3 separate regions of the Pan troglodytes genome follow, and all the other regions are linked to region 1. The links are chromatin contacts, called in public Hi-C and HiChIP or PLAC-seq maps. All regions are on one chromosome and are shown on one strand. Each heading gives the region's core, a stretch centred on a gene start, on an enhancer-like site or on the middle of the called end of the contact. The rest is flanking DNA. Distances are from core to core; before and after follow the strand shown. Region 1 holds the start of MSL2 (MSL complex subunit 2). Region 2 has its middle 50 kb from the start of IL20RB. Region 3 holds the start of STAG1 (STAG1 cohesin complex component).

Region 1 (3,224 bases), core at 494-2,993:
TTTCTTTTCTTTCTTTTTTTTTTTTGAGACGGATTCTTGCTCTGTCACCAGGCTGGAGTGCAGTGGTGCGATCTCGGCTCACTGAAACCTCCGCCTCTGGGGTTCAAGCGATTCTCCTGCTTCAGCCTCCCGAGTAGCTGAAGGCACGTGCTACCACGCCTGGCTATTTTTTTTTTTTTTTGTATTTTTTAGTAGAGAAAGGGTTTCACCTTGTTAGCCAGGATGGTCTGGATCTCCTGACCTTGTGATCTGCCCGCCTCAGCCTCCCAAAGTGATGGGATTACAGGCGTGAGCCATCACACCCGGCCAAGCATTTTTTTCATACATTCATTGGCTGCTTGTATGTCTCTCTCTCTTTTTTTTTTTTTTTTTTTTTGGCACTTGCTCTGTCGCCCATGCTAGAGTGCAGTGGCTTGATCTCCACTCGCTGCAACCTTTGCCTCCCAGGTTCAAGCAATTCTCTTGCCTCAGCCTCTGGAGTAGCTGGGATTACAGGCACCTGCCACCACTTCTGGCTAATTTTTTTGTATTTTTAGTAGACATGCGGTTTCACCATGTTGATCAGGTTGGTCTCACCCTCTTGACCTCAGGTGATCTGCCTGCCTAGGCCTCCCAAAGTGTTGGGATTACAGGCATAAGCCACCGCACCTGGCCTATGTCTTCTTTTGAGAAGTGTCTGTTCATGTCCATTGCCCATTTTTTAATGGGGTTGTTTTTTGCTTGTTGATTTTTTTAAGTTCCTTATAGATTCTGAATGTTGGACCTTTGTTGGATGCATAATTTGCAGACATTTTCTCCTATTCTGTAGGTTGTCTGTTTACCCTGTTGATAGTTTCTTTGCTGAAGCACTTCATTTTCTGTAAACAATTCATTTGTTTCCCTTTTAGGCAAGGCTCAAGCAAGCCAATAAATATTAGAAGAGAATATACCTCAAGATTCTTTGCCTCTAAGTACAATACTCTTATTACCAGTTGCAACCAATTTCAGAAGCTAAAAAAGAACTGGCTTAACACACGTTTTCTCTCTCACTCACGTCCATGCACACGAATGATCAACAGAATTAATCTTAATTTGGGGTGTACACATCTGAAGACATTTGTAAAAATCCAGTTATGAGAAAATTAGCAAGGTTAATGCCCTGCAAGTAATCACTTGCTTAGGGTGACTGCTAATTTATTGTCTTAACGGAAAACAGTGCTGATTATTTTACTCTCTGTGTTGCTCCTTTTGGGGAGAACAACCTCTGTGTTGTGGGAGAAGACCTTAGAGTCTGGAGTAAAAATAGAACCGTGTAACAATTTTATTTGAAGGAGAGCTTAGAAAAGATCTCTTATGCAAAAAAAAAAAAAAAAAAAAAGCTTTTAAAAATGAGAGTGGCTTTTAGAATATTTGTCATTTTCCACGTATAAGACAACCAAATACAGTTTGCACAGCTAATCAAAATTAGGAAGTTAGATTCTTACTGCTTAATATTTAAGTGTTGATAATATGGTAGGTCTTGTGAAAAAAAAAACCTGTTTCCAAATGGTAATAGAAATTATAAATCGAGATTGTATGTGTTCCCTTGATATCTTAACTATTCCTACTCACCTCAAGTGGCAGCTTGTAACTAACACGTACCACATTTACATGTGCCATATACGTGCCTGTGTACATAGGTAGCATGTGCCACAATAGATTTACACGCATCATAATTTTCACTTTGCAAACGTATAGAGTACCTACTGTGCATGAAAAATTATGCTGAGGAGCTTTGGTGTGTACAGAGATAAGAAATGCTTCCTATGGCCTGTTACTATTTGTGCTACTCAAAAAAAGGTTTTGTACTTTGAGATGGGAGGGAAGTCATCTACTAAGTCAGGCTTTTGTTCATTTATATCCCAGTGCCCTTGATCTCCTGCAAAAACAAAAGGCAAAAGCTTGTTTTAAAAAACAAAACATTTGCAAGGATTTGGGTTGGTTCTAGAGCAAGATCATGCATTCTTCAAGACATCTGTTCACACAGAAGAGCTAGGTCTTTTAAAAAAGCTAGGTCTTTCAAAAAAAAAAAAAAAAAGGAGTTCGTTTTGTTTTTAAAACAGGACTCTGTTCCGGTGAGAGCTCGGTGAAGTCCTGAAGCTCGGCGCCCATGAAGGTGAGGCCGCTCGAGTCCAAGGGCCAGAGGCCGTGGGAACAGCGCGGGTCCGACGGGTAGGAGGGGGCGGTGGGTTCGAGCCTCCACGCTTACACACAGCCTGCCAGGGCCTTAGAGACCTCTGACTGCGAACCACCGCAGAGAGGTGCGGAACGCGGCCCCGACCCGGCAAAAGCCGTCCGCACGCCTGCTGGGCGCGCAGCCACGTTGACTACTGCAGCCTTCCCGGCTCGGCGAGAGCCTGCCAGCCAGCCGAGGCTGCGCCCTTTCCGCGGTCGGGATGAGCGGTTCCAGGAGAAAGGCCGCGAGGGCGGGGCTTAGGGCCTGGCGCGGCTATTTCCTCACACCGCGGTCAGTCAGGACGAGAGGCCGCGTTCAGGCCAGTGCAGAGCGCCACATGGCGCTACCAAGTCGGGCCCCGGCGTTGGCGGGCACAGAAGCAGTGTAATGCGGGAAGCCTGCAGCCCACACTGGGGAAGGATGTTCCAGCTAACGAATGTTTCACCACAGCCCACATGCCTGGGAGAGGGAATTTGAGAGCACGTGGGGGAGGGGCGAAGAGAGCTGTCGGCTCGCAGAGAGCATGCTCCATTCTGAGAGTCGAAGTGGAGAGCCAGGCATGCGCAGTGAGCCCAGGGTGGGTTGGCAGCGGTGAGGGACTGGCGCGAGCGGGCTGATGTGTTTATCCGGTTTTCTGGGTGGGCGGTCAAAGCGCACGCGGAAGGGCGAAAGGCGGCGGAGCTAGGTAGCAGCTTGCGCATGCGTGGAGTGAGCCGGTAGCTCTGGGAGGCTGTGGAGGGGGTTGTTAGAGGAGAAGCAAGGGAAAAGGGAAGCGAAGGGAGAGGAAAGGGGGGAGGGGTGAGAGTGTGCTCTGCGCATGCGTGCGAGCGCTAGCGACGACGGCGGCGGGGGAGTCTCGGGGATGACAGTGGCTTTGCCCGTTGGGGTAACGGTCGTCGTCGCCGCCAGCAGAGGCCTGAGGCGCCACACAGCCCGCGGGATCCATTAAGGCCGCAGCAGCCCGGGCCCTACCGAGCTGGAGTGGCGCGTGGAGTCGGGGTGAGGGCGGCGAGGCACGGGGGAGGGGCCT
Region 2 (3,224 bases), core at 300-2,799, 800 kb before region 1:
TGAGGCAGGCGGATCACCTGAGGTCAGGAGTTCAAGACCAGCCTGGCCAACACGGCGAAACCCTGTCTCTACTAAAAATACAAAAATTAGCTGGGCATGGTGCCAGATGCCTGTAATCCCAGCTACCCAGGAGGCTGAGACAGTAGAATCGCTTGAAGCCGGGAAGCGGAGGTTGCAGTGAGCCAAGATAGCACCACTGCACTCCAGCCTGGTTAACAGAGCAAGACTCCATCTCAAAAAAAAAAAAAAAAAAAAAAGTTCAAGTGAGACAGTGAGCAGTTAATGTCAATGAAATGATTTCACCTGGGAAAGCTTGTCCTCGTGATTGATGCAGGTGGGATGACATCAGAGGGGCCTACTTTCTGGGCAGTGATCTCCTAGGGCCAGAAACTCAAGATGATGTTTTGTAGGCCTAATCTTATACTGAGGCAATTTCATAGAAGACTGGCTGGCATCTCCAGGAAATTTGGAGGCATGTGGCCACTTCCTAGAGGAGCGGTTTTAAGTACAGAGGCAAAATTTAGAAGTTACTGAGGTTTGTTCAGGCACTCATTTCTCCAAACGCCAGGATGGTTTTTTTGTTTGTTTGTTTGTTTGAGACGGAGTCTCACTCTGTTGACCAGGCTGGAGTGCAATGGCGGGATCTCAGCTCACTGCAACCTCTGCCTCCCGGGTTCAAGGGATTCTCCTGCCTCAGTCTCCCGAGTAGCTGGGATTACAGGCGCCTGCCACTACATCCGGCTGATTTTTGTATTTTTAGTAGAGACGGGGTTTCACCATGTTAGTCAGGCTGGTCTCGAACTCCTGATCTAAGGTGATCCACCCGCCTCGGCCTCCCAAAGTGCTGGAATTACAGGCGTGAGCCACCGCGCCCGGCCACCAGGGTATTTTTGTTTTTGTTTTTTTGTTTTTGGGGGTTGTTTTTTAACGTAGTTGTTGTTGTTGTTGTTTGTTTAATTTTCTCAATGAGGTCCAGTGAAGGAACCAGGAACATGTACCTCCTCCACAATATGAGGATTTATACTTTTGCTCTTGGAGATGTTTGCAGGCACCTGAGAAGGCTCCTTGCTCAGTTCTTCCTCTAAGGTCCTCCTTAATGGGGTTTTACAACCTGATCTTGCAACCTCTCACCGGGGGAGACAAGAAAGGTCCGTGTTTTCCTTTTGTGACCCTCATTCTCCCACCTCTGGCAAGGATACGTTTTTCCAGGTTTTGTTGTTGTTGCTGAAGAAACTGGGAGTCCCAGGAGCCAGAAGAGAAAGCTGTAATTTGGGGCCAACTCTAGTGTTCCAGTTCCAAACTTCACAGGCTGGGCAGCACGCTGGTTTAGCATGAGCAAGCAGCAGGCAGGCTCCTCCCTACTGATCTGTGCGGGGGCTGAGGAACACTCCTGGAAAGTCAGTCTAGTAAAGGGATCCTACAAATAGGTCACACAGAAGGAAAACAAAAAAGACATCCAAAAAAAGTCTATTTCCGAGAGGTAGGGAATGGCAGCATGGTGGAAAGATCAACAGACAGGAGAGTGCGAGAGGCCAAGGTCCCAGAAAAGAGCGAGAGCCGTGGGTACAGCGTGAAGCCCCAAACCATGAGCTCGGGACAGATACAGACACAGAGCGAGGAGAAGGTGGCTGCTAAATTCTAACTCCACCAGTGACAGTGGAGGTTTGTTAAGGACCAAGCCCGTGGAAACTGTGTAACTGAGTTATTATTCTAGGAAACCGACCTGAGCTTTCCTTTCTTCATCCAGGAAGCCCAGGGAGTTTCATTACGAGTGGGAACAGAAAACATTTTCAGCACTGACCACAAGGTGGCGCCAGACGCCCGTGGATGTAATGGGTCTTCGCCTCCTGGTGAGCTCCGAAGCTGGCCATGGGATCAAGTCCTCTAGATTGAAAGGAAACCAAGAGGTCTGCAGGCCCGGAAAATTACTCTAGCCTAAGGATAATATACGGCACAAGGAAAATAATAAAAAACATCTTTACTAAAGAGACGGGGAGGGTTGGCCCAGAGACTAGACCGGCAGAGTCTACAATTCTTCTGTGAAGGGAACTTAAAAGACTTTTCCACCGAACCCCTTGACAGGACAGGGAGAGCCAAGTGGGGAAAGACTGGACGTTAAGGGGCGGAGAGGAGCCTTTAGAGGAGAAAAAATGCCTTCTGACTGATGGATTTACATTTACTGGTATTCCTCATTGACACAATAAACGAGTCGATAAGCCCAACACGATTGAATAACAAGTAGAAATGCATTCTATTAGATTCATCTTCTCTGAGAATGCATTATGGTAGCTTCACTCTTCTTGGGTGTCATGGACTGATGACTTTTCAAATATATGGTATCAATTGTGCCAGCCAATATTCTCCTTCTGGTGCTTATATTGTCCCAACTTTGGCCAGGAGGAGCCCTGTATAGATTGTTCCTTGTGTAATTTTGAATGACCCTTATTTAATGCTTTGGTTTCTGTCTCAAAAAGGTATAGGTGTTTTAAGATTACCTTGTACCTTTCAACTCCAAACTGACACGGCATCCATTACTGCTCCAAGAAACTTTGGCTCCTTTGGGAGAAAACTAACACTAGAAACCAAAATCTTAGCATTAAGATGCATTGTGGAGGTGACGTTTCTCCTGGGCCATTTCAGTGGAAAAAAGTCAAAATATTTTTAATGTCATGTTTCATAAAGACATGACTTCATATTAATATGTTTGATTCAGTTCCAACAGTGCCCTGTTCTTAGTCAAATTTGGGATCCTACAATTAGCCTTCCTTGTCACTAATCCTAAAATCTAGATTCTTATCAAAATATACAAAATATATATTATTTACTTGCTTTATCTGATAATAGTTGCAAAAAATACACTATCAATACAAAGGTATAAATACTCAATAAAGTTTTTGTTTTAGACTACATACACCTACGGATTTGTTGCCAAATTACTTTGTTCTAGAATCTCTCATAATATCTCACACCATGTGGCTATGCAGGGACTTATCTGACAGGTAGTTCTGGGTCCATTGTTTCCATCCACTTTCATTTTGAAGAGGCTGCAACCTGCCCCCAGCCCCCGTTTTCTGCTCTACTTTTTCATTTTACCGTGACTTACAAACTCCCATTATACTAAATAATTCACTGAATAATAATACTTTGTTATTGTGTTATTATTTCTCCCTTACCCCATTGGAGTGTAAGCCTCATGGAGCAGGGATTTTATTCACTGGACCCTG
Region 3 (3,224 bases), core at 382-2,881, 550 kb before region 1:
GCCTCCCGAGTAGCTGGCATTACAGGCGCACACCAGCACGCCTGGCTAATGTTTGTATTTTTAGTAGACAGGGTTTCACCATGTTGGCCAGGGTAGTCTCGAACTCCTGACCTCATGTTATCCGCCCGCCTCTGCCTCACAACGTGCTGGGATTACAGGTGTGAGCCACCGCACCCAGCCAAGACAACAGAAACTTCTGAGAAACAGAAAGGAAGAAGACAGTGGATAAGAACATATTTACATTATAAGGCGCTAGGAAAGTAGTGGTGGAAGGAGAAGGTGGGAAGGGATGGCATAGTGTCAGGCAGAGGGAGTGGCTTTGGAGAGAAGGGTTCTGGGTTAATTTGGTTAGAAGTTTTGGGATCACGAACAGGAGGTGGTCACAGATATTTTATAATGGAGGGAAGGTCAAACCGGAATTGGAGTCCCATAGCTCTGAGCCCAGGAAACTGGATGAATTTATCTATTAGTATGGACTGGGACTGGCATCTTTAACAACATGGAAAGCTTGAAACAGTCTTTGTGGAAAATAGGAGATCAGCCAGAGATTAGAAGAAAGCGCAAGAAAATTATAAGTAGGAGTCCAGTCACGAATTCATATCCAATCTGGTCAGTTATGACTTTCTCCAGCGAAAAGCCACACATCTTGCAAATCCTTGAGAGAGAAAACACAAATAGGGGTAACCTACTGGAGACAGGCCCTTAAGACTATAAAGTAGTTGAGCGATTCCATACTGAAATAGACTTGGCTATAGCGATAGAGAAGTTAGTCATATCGGGGCTAATGATCCAGGAGAGTAAGGATTCACTTTTGTGGTGAAAAGTTGTAAGCAGGTGAAAGGTAGGGATCCATGGCCACGGACGGGCAGGTGGAGATCAGGGAAGAGGCGACGTTCAACATAAATAGTTTGTTAATGATTTCACCTTACTGATTATTTCTCTTTTGGCATCTAGAAGGCTAAGATTCTCATGTGTATTTCAGAGCTACTGAAAGTAGTCCTAGGTTGTGGAGGGAGAAATCCAATTTCACAGCTGAGTCTATCTTCTCAGTCTAGTTATATTCTCTTCTCACAAACTAGCCAATGCTGCCGCCTTATGCAAAGCCGACACCACGGAAAGATGTGCTTTACAGAGGCAGGATGACGCCAATCGGCCTAGGGCCGGCGGTGTTTCGTCTAGATTAATGGCGAGGGAAGTCCCCAATAGTCCCTTTGAAACCTTTTCACTCTTGCCTGGTGAAAGCGCTTGTCAACCGTAAATCGCGAATACAATGCTAAGCTCTGAGGCCCTTGCTAAATCCAAGTGGGAGCAGGGATCTGCGCGGCCTCACCCTCGGGTTTCCGCAGGGCGTCTCGAGAGTTGCGGATGGGGGCAGCAGGAGCCGGGCGGGAACAGAGGAAAGCGCCGGCCCTGAGACCTAGGGAGGAGCCTCGGTGAAGGAACCCGGAGCGGGTTCCTGCCTAGCTCTCCAAGAAGCTCCAAAAATGGCGGGCGGCAACTCGGCGAGCCGGACGCGCAGGCGCCACCGTGGCCGTCCTTCCGCCAGCCTCGGGCGGCCCAAGAACCGTCCACAGCGCCCTTATCCAGAAGCCTACGCCGCTCGCGATTGGCTGAACTGCGCGAGCGCTCCGTGTGGGGGCGGGGCCGCCACGCAGCGGCCACGTTTCCCGCCCCGCTGGTGCGCGTGCGCGCAATCCCCACTGGAAAGCGTTTGCGCGCGCCCCTGCCGCGGCCCCTAGCTCGCGCCTCAGCTCCCTCCCCTTTCCGGGCAGGCCCGTCCCGTCAGCAAGGCAGTGAGCACCGCGGCCAGCAGAGGGCGGTCCGGACCCAAGTCTGCAGCGGCGCCATTGGCGTGTGGAAAATGCCACCAGATGGCGGGTTAGGATTGCAGCTCCGTTGAAGGCGCGGCCCCCGCTCCCGAACCCCCGGCGACCACCCCGTAACAACCCCCCCACATCGGGAATAACACACCGGAGACTTTTGGGGGGAAACTAGGTCGATGGTCGGCGGCGCCCGGATGGGCAGCTGAGGTGAGTGCGGGCGGCGGCGACGGCGGCGGGGGGCGGGAAAGAGGGGGAATGCGGCGGCAGCGGCGCGGGGGCTGGAAGCGCCGATCCAAGATGGAGGCCGGGCGAGAGCGAGAGAGCGCGAGCGGCGAGCGGGCGGGCCGGGCGCGGGCCCCGTGCGGGGGAGGGAGGCCGCGCGGGCCTGTGCGGGGTGCGGCGGTCGTGGGCCGTCCGAGTGCCCGGAGAGACGTCTGTGGGCGCGGTGGGCACCCCAGCGTCTTCGTCGCTTGCCACCCCTCCCGCGGGCACCAAAAATTTTGCCCCCGCCCGCCCGGGCACTACGGCGACAGGCGCGGAAGCCTTTGTGGCGCGCTCGGGCCCGCCGCCAAGCCCGCCCTCCGCCCCCCCCGCCCGGGCTCTCGGGAGTCGCCCGCGCCCAGCGGGGCCGGGCCGACGCGGGCTGGCGCGAATGCCTTCCGCCGCCCGCCGACCTGCGTTTCTGCGGTGTTTTAGCGGCGGCGGCGTCACATGACAACGAGTTCATTTCAGCGGAGGGGCCTGGGGGGTCGCTCGGCGGGGCGGCTGGCCCAGGCTTCTTGTTGGCGGGGTGGGGCAGGGGGGTGGCGGCTGGGGGAGATGGGGCATCAATGCTGGGCTTTCCAGCTATCTGCCCTCTCAGCCCCCGACGGGGGCCTCCTTGTGAAACGTGTCCAGGCCTAAGCACTGCCCCGCTAGTTTGCCAGTCCCCTGAGAGACGAGGCCAATAAAAGTTGTTTTCCCTCCTTTCTCGAGGTGGGGGCGGGGTGGGAAACTAGAGTGCTTGGAGTTGGACCTGAGCCTCGTTTGCAGGGTCCGAACTGGGTGCTTCTTGTATGGTATGGGTACTAAGAAATTTTCAGGTTTTAGGATTGTCACGTCACCCCCATCTACCCACATTTCAAATGTTATCTATCGATTCTCTTCACATTGCAGGGAATCGTGCTCCGGGAGTTTAAGTCATGGGATAGTTTTGGACACTTACAGACAAAAAAAAAAAAAAAAAAAAAAAACGCAATTTGTGATAAAAAAAATTATTTGCTGTTAAAGTTGGTGTTAAGATGGATAGAGTTTATTCTCGTGATTCTGACTAGAAAGACTTGCATCTTCGCAAAAATAGTGTTTACTCGAGAAAGTATCTGAATTGGCACAAAGTTGTGTGATTTGTAACTTACGTGGAAT

The links. A called contact is a pair of places that touch in the nucleus more often than the background predicts. HiChIP or PLAC-seq counts read pairs in DNA pulled down with a chosen protein or histone mark.
Region 2: a contact with region 1 is called in a Hi-C map of stem cell-derived neural progenitor cells, with 2.9 times the contacts expected there. The contact joins the enhancer-like site here to the promoter of MSL2 in region 1. A contact is called at or near these places in 1 of 7 Hi-C or Micro-C datasets (stem cell-derived neural progenitor cells) and 1 of 1 datasets of contacts at active chromatin or transcription factors (stem cell-derived excitatory neurons).
Region 3: a contact with region 1 is called in an H3K4me3 HiChIP or PLAC-seq map of stem cell-derived excitatory neurons, with 7 times the contacts expected there. The contact joins the promoter of STAG1 here to the promoter of MSL2 in region 1. A contact is called at or near these places in 1 of 7 Hi-C or Micro-C datasets (stem cell-derived neural progenitor cells) and 1 of 1 datasets of contacts at active chromatin or transcription factors (stem cell-derived excitatory neurons).

The regions. Positions count from the first base shown.
Region 1 is chr2:139,435,660-139,438,883 of NHGRI_mPanTro3-v2.0_pri, reverse strand. It overlaps MSL2 (MSL complex subunit 2), which reads left to right and starts at 1,743. Exons shown (of 2, transcript XM_063806247.1): 1 at 1,743-2,134.
Region 2 is chr2:140,235,071-140,238,294 of NHGRI_mPanTro3-v2.0_pri, reverse strand. No RefSeq gene overlaps it. Among named protein-coding and RNA genes, the nearest start is that of IL20RB, 50 kb to the right of the region's middle. Within about 2 kb of position 1,549, at least 9 of the 24 cell types and tissues checked have an H3K27ac peak or open chromatin away from gene starts, as enhancers often do. A contact at or near this core is called in stem cell-derived neural progenitor cells, where this site is marked.
Region 3 is chr2:139,982,257-139,985,480 of NHGRI_mPanTro3-v2.0_pri, reverse strand. It overlaps STAG1 (STAG1 cohesin complex component), which reads left to right and starts at 1,631. Exons shown (of 33, transcript XM_016942001.4): 1 at 1,631-2,030.